Linked DNA regions of Mus musculus: region 2 is linked to region 1. A link is a contact called in public promoter capture Hi-C data. All regions are on one chromosome and are shown on one strand. The core of a region is the stretch at or near the end of the contact, and the rest is flanking DNA. Distances in the headings are between cores, read along the strand shown.

Region 1 (3,901 bases), core at 1,208-3,707:
TTGAAGGACGCATGCAAGAATAGGTGAATAGATAGGTGAATGCAAGTATGGCTGGGTAAGTGGGTGGGTGGATAAATTTATGGATTGGTAGATGAACGGATAGATGGCTACTGCATTATAAATACCACCTTTAGGCAGAGGACTTGGACACCTAACTTTCTTTGTACGACTGTGAGAAATCAAGTCTGGTAACATGAGGTACGACGAGGTGAAGGGACAGGACTATTATCACCTGCTCTACGATAGAGGGAATTGGGGATGGCTTCCCAGAGATGAATTTCTTCTCAACCTTAATGTTGCTAGGAGCCAGTGAGGCTGAGGTAACAGCACCCACAGGGTGGGCTCTTCCATGCGGGGTGTTTTACCCAGAGTGGCCCTTACTCCACTGTTTGTGACGAGAAGGTAAATGGTTAAGATGAAGGTAGCTGGAGATGTCACAGTTGCTAAAAGCATTGGCTGCTCTTCCAAAGGGCCAGGGCTTAATTTCCAGTACCTATATAGCAGCTTACCACCGTCTAACCCCAGTCCCAGAGGCTCTGATGTCCCCTATTGGCTTTGGGGAGCACCAAGCATGCATGCAGTGCATAGACAAACACAGGCAAAATGCCCATACACATAAAACAAAAATAAATAAATCTTTAAAACAATGCTGATCCTTAGGCACCAACCTAATGAGCTGGAACCTTTAAGGCCCTCCAGAACATCTGCATTCTCATGTGCTATCCCAGCAGTCTCTGAGCCCAAAACCCAGTCTCTTTTTGTTAGTCAGGAACCAGCAGTCCAACTGAGCCAAGGAGCAAGCTGCCAACAAGCCGTCCATATGTATGCCCACAGACCAAGCTTGCTCTTGGTCCTTGAGGTGGGGATAAGCTCAGCCTTTCCTCCAAGACTCAAAATCAATCAATCAATCTCTCTCCTCCACCACCTTCCTTGGCAGTTCCAAAGAATCTGAGCTGACCCCATCCTTTAAGCCCTGCTAAGTCATGGTGACCCTGTTCCTCATGGGCTGCTGAGTCACCGCCAGAAACCTGTAAACTCAGTCCAAGCATCATTCACAGGAGGTAGGAGATGCAAGAGCATGAGTTAGTTTTTTGGTTTTTGTTTTGTTTTGTTTTTTGAGAGAGAGAGAGAGATCTGTATGACTGACTTTGACGTTTCTGCCTCTGGCAGCCATTTATTGTCTTGTGAGGTAGACAATCGTCCAACTGTCAACAAACACACATCATCAACATCACAGCTACACATCATCATCTTCGCTGCACGTGCCAGAATTCCCATGGAGAGGCTGGGAGCTCCCCCAGCTCTGAGTACCCACCACACAGGGGCAGACAATCCTCCAGTGTCCCAGATAGAGAATCTGGTGAGCTGAATGACTGGCCCCATGAGAAACTGAGACAGAAGGAAGAATCTAGAGCCTGTGGGAAGCCAGTGGGGCAAGCCACTGTTTTTTGTCCAGAGCCTCAGTTTTCCCTCTGTAGAATGGGTGTCCACCCTGATCCTGTCTTACCGAATATGATGTCCTGGTGCCATTTCCAGTAGCCCTCCTCTGGTGTCACTGCAGCTCCCTGAAGATCCTATGGGGGAACCAAATTTCTGCCTATTGGACACAGAGTAAGGCAGATAGACACAAGATACGGTTGACTTGTGAGGCCAGATATCAGAAGAACCATCCCAGCCTCTGCCTCCCTCTTCTGGGTAGCTGCAGCCACTTCAGGACCCACCAGAGACGGATGCAGAGGCCTCCACCCACAGAAACTGCACGAGCTAATACCGAGTTATCGCTGCTTCCCGGTAACGAGTCTCAAGTCTCGGGGCTGTTTGTTTCACAGTTACAGACAGCTGACACACAGAGAGAAATGGATAGAAACACACCAAAATACGATCATCAATCCTTGGTATTTACTGTTCCTGGGTGCCAGCCAGACTCTGCTCATGATTTCTGCTCATTCCCTGGGTACACACCAACATAGAGTTGCTTCACAGATGAGCAAAGTGTGCCCAGAAACAGGGAGCTACTTGCCCAAGGGCACACAGCCTGATAGGGATGTTAGCAGGTCTATCAGTCTCTGAATTGCAGCACACTCTGCATTCCAAGCGAGGATATGGACTCCCCGCCACCACCACCCCCGCCCCCGCATTAGTGTTACCTTCTAATGGGGTGTTTTTCCCTGTGGGGAAGACATAAATGTCCGTGTGTCGGCAATCCTTCGGGGCAAGTCAGCAGAGACCTCAGCATCAGGGACTTCTCGGATGGTAGCAGGGAGCCACGTGCTGGAGAAAAGCCCAGACCCTGGAGGGAATCTCAGGAACTTAGCAAGGATGGCTGGGCTGCTGTCTGCCGGAGCCGCAGGGGTTAAAGAGAAAGGCTGGTTTGAAGAAATTCTCTAAGCTGGTGTTAGATCAGGAGGAGAAGGCAAAACGCTTGTAAATTCCACCCGGGGAATTGGGCCCCGAATCGGCTCACCTTTCGTGGACACCCCCGCAGCCCCCGCCCCGCCTGAGAGGACAGCTGACCTTTGGAGGGAAATAATGAAAAGAAGAAATTCCTTGGAGAAAATAATGTGTCCGGGCCTCAGTAATGAGATCGGCTCCTTTCATGTTGCCATGGCGACGGCAGTCATCTTATAATACAAACCCATGAATGGTCCGGGCGGGCAGCCTCACAGCCGAGGGGCCAGGGAGGGGGTTAGCCTCTTGCAGGCTGGGGTCAGGGGCCACCGGGCCTCATTTCCCCGAGATGCAGCCTGGCTCCGGGGTCTCCGGGGCTGGGGGCTTGGGCCTAGCTGACAGTTGCACCACAGCCCTGGGTTCACGGGAACTTTGCAGCCTGATGCTGGCGGCACCTTCTTGGCTAAGCAGCCGCTGCAACCCACATGCGGGGTTACTCTGCAGCTGCTGCCTAAGGGAGACACGGGAGCTTCACTGTCAGATCAGGAAACTGAGGCACAGGTCGCAAAATGAGCTCCTCCTGGTTCAGTTCTTAGGCCACAGCTATGTGTGGTCCAGACCACTGTTGGGCCGGGACCTCTCGGCAGCAGGGAAGTGGTTAGAGGCTGAAAAGATGCTCCTCTCAGACTGACAGGACTATGGAGGACCACCTGTGTGTGAAAACACACTGGGCTGGGCTAGCCTGGTGGCAGAGCACCATGTGACACTCATAAAACCCTGGGTTCCATCGCCCAGAGCCTCCCTATGATTGACATCTGACAAGTTACAGCTGCCGTTTGTCAGTGGAATGGGGCTGGAGAGCTCAGTGGTCACATAGATTTTTTTTTTTCTTGCAAGCATGAGAAGGCAGAATGGATGCCCAGAACCCAGGCAGGACCCAACGCAAGAACAAGGATTTGCCAGCCCAGGGATCTTGCCCAGTGATGGGAGGCAGAGACAGGAGGGTCCCTGGAAGTTCTATGGCCAGCTAGCTAGAGTACACACAGCACATAAGAGGACCTGTTAAAATAAGGTTGAGGGTGAGGATTGAGACCTGAGGTTGTCCACTGATCTCCACACCTATGCCACAGCACACTTACACACGTGAACACACACATCACACTCATATACATACATACATACATACATACATACATACATGTACGCAAATGTTTAAAGTGTGTGCATGTATGTAACAGCAGGAAGGATGGTGCACAGGGAAAAGTCTCTGTTAGAACTAAACCAAAGTACAGTGTAAGCCTCAGCAGCGTGGTGCCCACACCCCTGCGCTGCCCTGCACTTTGCGTGGGCGGTGCTCTTCCTTTAGGGTTGAGGGTACTCTGCCTAGATGGGTTATTGCAGCTCAAGGACACTGCGGGAGACAGAGAACACTGTCTGAAAGCAGACTCACGGGACACACAGGTGAGGCAGGGGGTCTTCAGGAGGGAGGCCTAGAGGAGAGTGGCAAGAGAGG
Region 2 (3,811 bases), core at 428-2,927, 1.4 Mb before region 1:
TCAGTTCCTCATTATTATGTGGCCTGCACTTCCCATCCCAAGGTACAGCTCTAGATGCTGCCCTCCCCCTCTGTTTACTCAAAAGAACTGGTCTCATTACTCATGAGGACAGAGCCACAGAAAGCTGGGACCTTGCCCCTGATTTCTCTCAGCCTTTTAGCATAGACTAAAGGTTTGAATGTGGCTGTCTTCATAACTTACTACCTACCACAACTTGGAAAAGGAACATGACAAGACAAAAAAAATCTTACTAGGTCAAAAAGGACCAAAATCAATCAATCAATCAATCAATCAATCAATCAAAAATGGGGAAGGTGGGAGGGTTATTTGTTATCTGATCATCTGAGGATCCCAGATGATTAAAAAAAACAACAACAACATTTTGGAAGAAACAATATTCAGACATGAAGGAGCAATGTGTTTTGGGGGGAACTTACCCCTCTCTCCTCACTGGGTAGACAAGGCATCTATGCTCCCATATTTGGGTGAAAAAGTGAATGGAACTGGCAAATTCAACTGAAGGCTTGGCTCTCCCTGTCTCTGCCCCATTATACAGTGGGCACTATAGCGGTGATGTGGGCTGTCTGTGGCAGACCCAACTCCTTCAGGATGTTCCCACCCCTTCCCACCTATACCTTTTCTAGTCCCTCTAAATACTGTGCCTTGGGGATTGAGAAACTTCTGGTAAAACTAGTCCTTTGGGAAACAGAATAGACAGAAAACAAAAGCAGGAGAACTAATCAAAAAACGTGACTGTAAACCCCCAACAGTTCACTCTAACCCTGGCCAATCCCGGGTTCACAGTGATGTATGGCAATTTGGATAAAGGCCCTGCAAGCTTATGATGTCTGCAGATTTCCTGATCCCTTAACAGGTACCACATGGATTTTGAATGTGGACCCCTGTGCCCAGCTGCAGAGAAATGAAATAGTGACCTAGGCAGGGTTGGGAATTCCCTACTGCCCAGAATCAAGTCTCAGCCCTTCCACTTCCCTGAAAACCCAGGAGGCTCTGCACTCTCATAGGGGCACTTCCTCTTGTGGTTCTTGAGTTGGTAGAGAGCCTGCAGAAGCTAGGATACCTTAACCCCCCCGCCCCCCAACTGGACACACACCCTGAGGCCTTTCACCTGAATGCAAGCCAGTTATGACCTTGAACCTAGAGTGCTTCCATCAACTGGGTCCCCTGGGACAGCGCTGCTCCAGGGCAGGACTCTCACCCCACTTCACCCTGCATGGCGGGAGCCAAGCAACTTTCTCTTCTATGCTGGTGTCTCTTGGCTTGGTTCTCAGAGGGAGGTCTAGGGTGGGGCTAATGGCTGGAGACACCCCCTGCTGTAGCTCTGACCTCTATTTGGCAATCATTCGAAAGAGCAGGTGGGACTACTCCAGGATACCTCTTGAAGCGTCCTCTCCAGGACAGTGTGCTATTGGAGACCTCCTGGAGTGTCCACTCAGTACTGGGCATCTGGACTGTGCTTAGAGAGCTAAGGGTGAGAAAGAGAGGAAAAGGAGGAGAGGAGAGAGAAGAGAGGAGGAGGGAGAGGGAGAGGAGGAGGGAGAGGAAGTCCCTGGTGCCTGAGAGGCTGGGTCAGGAGCGCGTGGCCGCGGACGGTTGGGGGCGCGCCGGGCTGGGGCGCGGAGCCGCGGAAGGGGCGGTGCGTCGGGGTCCGCGTCGGGGTCGCGCGTCGGGCGCGCCGTGGCCCCGTCGGGGCGGCGGGAGCTGCGGAGCCGCCATGGCGGACCTGGAGGCCGTGCTGGCCGACGTCAGCTACCTGATGGCCATGGAGAAGAGCAAGACGGCGCCGGCCGCGCGCGCCAGCAAGAAGGTCGTCCTGCCGGAGCCCAGGTACTGCTCTGGCCCTCTCCGCCCTATCCAGTCTCCTTCGGTTCTTTCCCTCCCTCTCAGGTCCCTTCCGGATCCCTCCTGGTCCTCTCCCTCACCTTCCCCCTCCCCCCCCTCCCCCGCCAGTTCCCTCCAGTCCCCTCTTGTCCCCTCTGGTCCTCTCCCTCCTTTTCTGGTCCGCCCGCCAGTCCCCTCCGTCCCGCTGTCCCAGGCTGGTTGCAGGGCTGTCTGTCTCTCAGCCCCCCTGCCCCTGTCCTCTGGCCCCTTGCAGTAGTAAGTAGACCTTGAGTTCTCAGTTCTGTCACCAGCGCCATTACCTGAGCCACTTTCCTCAACTTGGACCCCTGGCGGCCTGCCCTTTCTGGGAAGGATGACAGGAGAGCCACTTGAGCCTAGCCTGGTCTTGCAAGACTGGAGGTTCCCGCTGCACCGGCTCCGGCTGGCCGCTCGCTGCCAAGTTGCTCTTAATATCACGACTGATTTATTATTGATTTTTCTGAGGTGTGATGGCCTCTTAGAGCTGTACTTGTCCCGGGGAGTTCTAGGCGGTGTTCCAGAGTGGGGCTGTGTGTCACTTCTTAATTGACCCCACTGCCAGTTGCTTAGCTGGTGTGGCTTCCTTGAGTTGATGAAAAAATTGGCTCGGACTTTACAGCCACCCCTGAACCATGCAATTCTGTAAGGCTCTAAACCAAAGCTGCATCCCCTTTCAAATGGTCAAGCGTGACACGCCCATGTGGCGGCAGTGTTACCTACCTTCATGTGAGAGAAAATATACACATTTACTCGTCTAATTTTTTGAGGTCCTGGAGATGGGACCCAGGGCTTCACACACGCCAGGTAAACCGTCTGTCTCCTTAGCAGTATGCATAGCCCTCAGAGAACCTTTCAATACCGAACAATGGTCAGATTATTATTTTTTTTCCCGATCGTGTTTGTGAGCCCCGTGATCCAGGAAACATCAAATCCCCGTGCCGTGTTTGCTAGGAAGAGTCACACTGTACACACAGCTGCGCTGGCTGGGTATTTTTGGCTTGCCTTCCCTTGCAAGCCTTGGCCCTTCGCTGTTTTTTTTGGGGGGTGTGTTGCTCCTTGCGGAGTGGAGCAGGCACAAGGGGACACTTGGGTGGACTGGACAGTGCTTGCCTTCCTGGAGTTCAGCCTGTCTGAGACTCACTGAAAACAGGACTTGATTGAAATCTTCAGTAAGTGGGAGGGACCAGACCCAGGGCTCCCCAAGTCACAACCAAGCAAGCTTCAGTAGAAAACTTTCCCCATTGGGAAGGGGGACATGAAAAAGCTTCATTCCATTCTCTCTTCCCTTCCCTCTGCCCCCACCCTGTGAGGGGCAGGGAATCTTAACTATGTATGGTTTCTATATATAAAACCAACAAATCACAACTCATAGGGAGCTTTATGGGAGAGGGAGTATATAAGATGACTAAAATTAGGAATGTCTGTCCGCTCATCATCATTTTTTTTCTTGGTGTTTTTAACCTAGCTGGGCTGCTCTGTGCATGCTTGCTTGCTCTTGGCTGCACACCCTAGCGCCCAAGGCCCTCACTTCTCTGTACAATACCCCTCTGCTTTGACAAGGTCTTTGGTGATACTTTGTTTCAAAGGAGATGTGGTGTGGCTGAGCCTGTGAGTCCTGAGGTTGAGGAACGTCTAAGGGAGCATCAAGTTAGGGTGGGGTCCTTTGAGGACCGCTGTTCTGTAGCTGTTTTTTCAGGTAGACTCTTGAATTAGACCATCTGTCCCCCGCTCCAGGAGTCTAGTCTGTTGCCTGTTTGTCTCAGTGGCTTCAGCCCCCAAGCAATAACCAACAACTCAACCACAGACGATCCTGGTTCCTTGTAAGGACTTGGCTGTTGGAAGAGGGGATGGTGCATTTGAACTTGCCCCTTGGTCGTTCACTATTGATTTTTTTTTTTAATTTCTAACTAATTATCTGGTCACCCCCAGT

The links. Promoter capture Hi-C pulls out the DNA fragments that hold promoters and counts their contacts.
Region 2: a promoter capture Hi-C map of stem cell-derived epiblast-like cells shows a contact between it and region 1, with 2.7 times the contacts expected there. The contact joins the promoter of Grk3 here to the promoter of C130026L21Rik in region 1.

The regions. Positions count from the first base shown.
Region 1 is chr5:111,580,117-111,584,017 of GRCm38.p6, reverse strand. It overlaps C130026L21Rik (RIKEN cDNA C130026L21 gene), which reads right to left and starts at 2,457. Exons shown (of 4, transcript NR_015546.2): 1 at 2,148-2,457; 2 at 1,722-1,839; 3 at 1,508-1,597.
Region 2 is chr5:113,013,404-113,017,214 of GRCm38.p6, reverse strand. Grk3 (G protein-coupled receptor kinase 3) reads left to right here and starts at 1,677. Exons shown (of 21, transcript NM_177078.4): 1 at 1,677-1,848. The coding sequence starts at 1,736.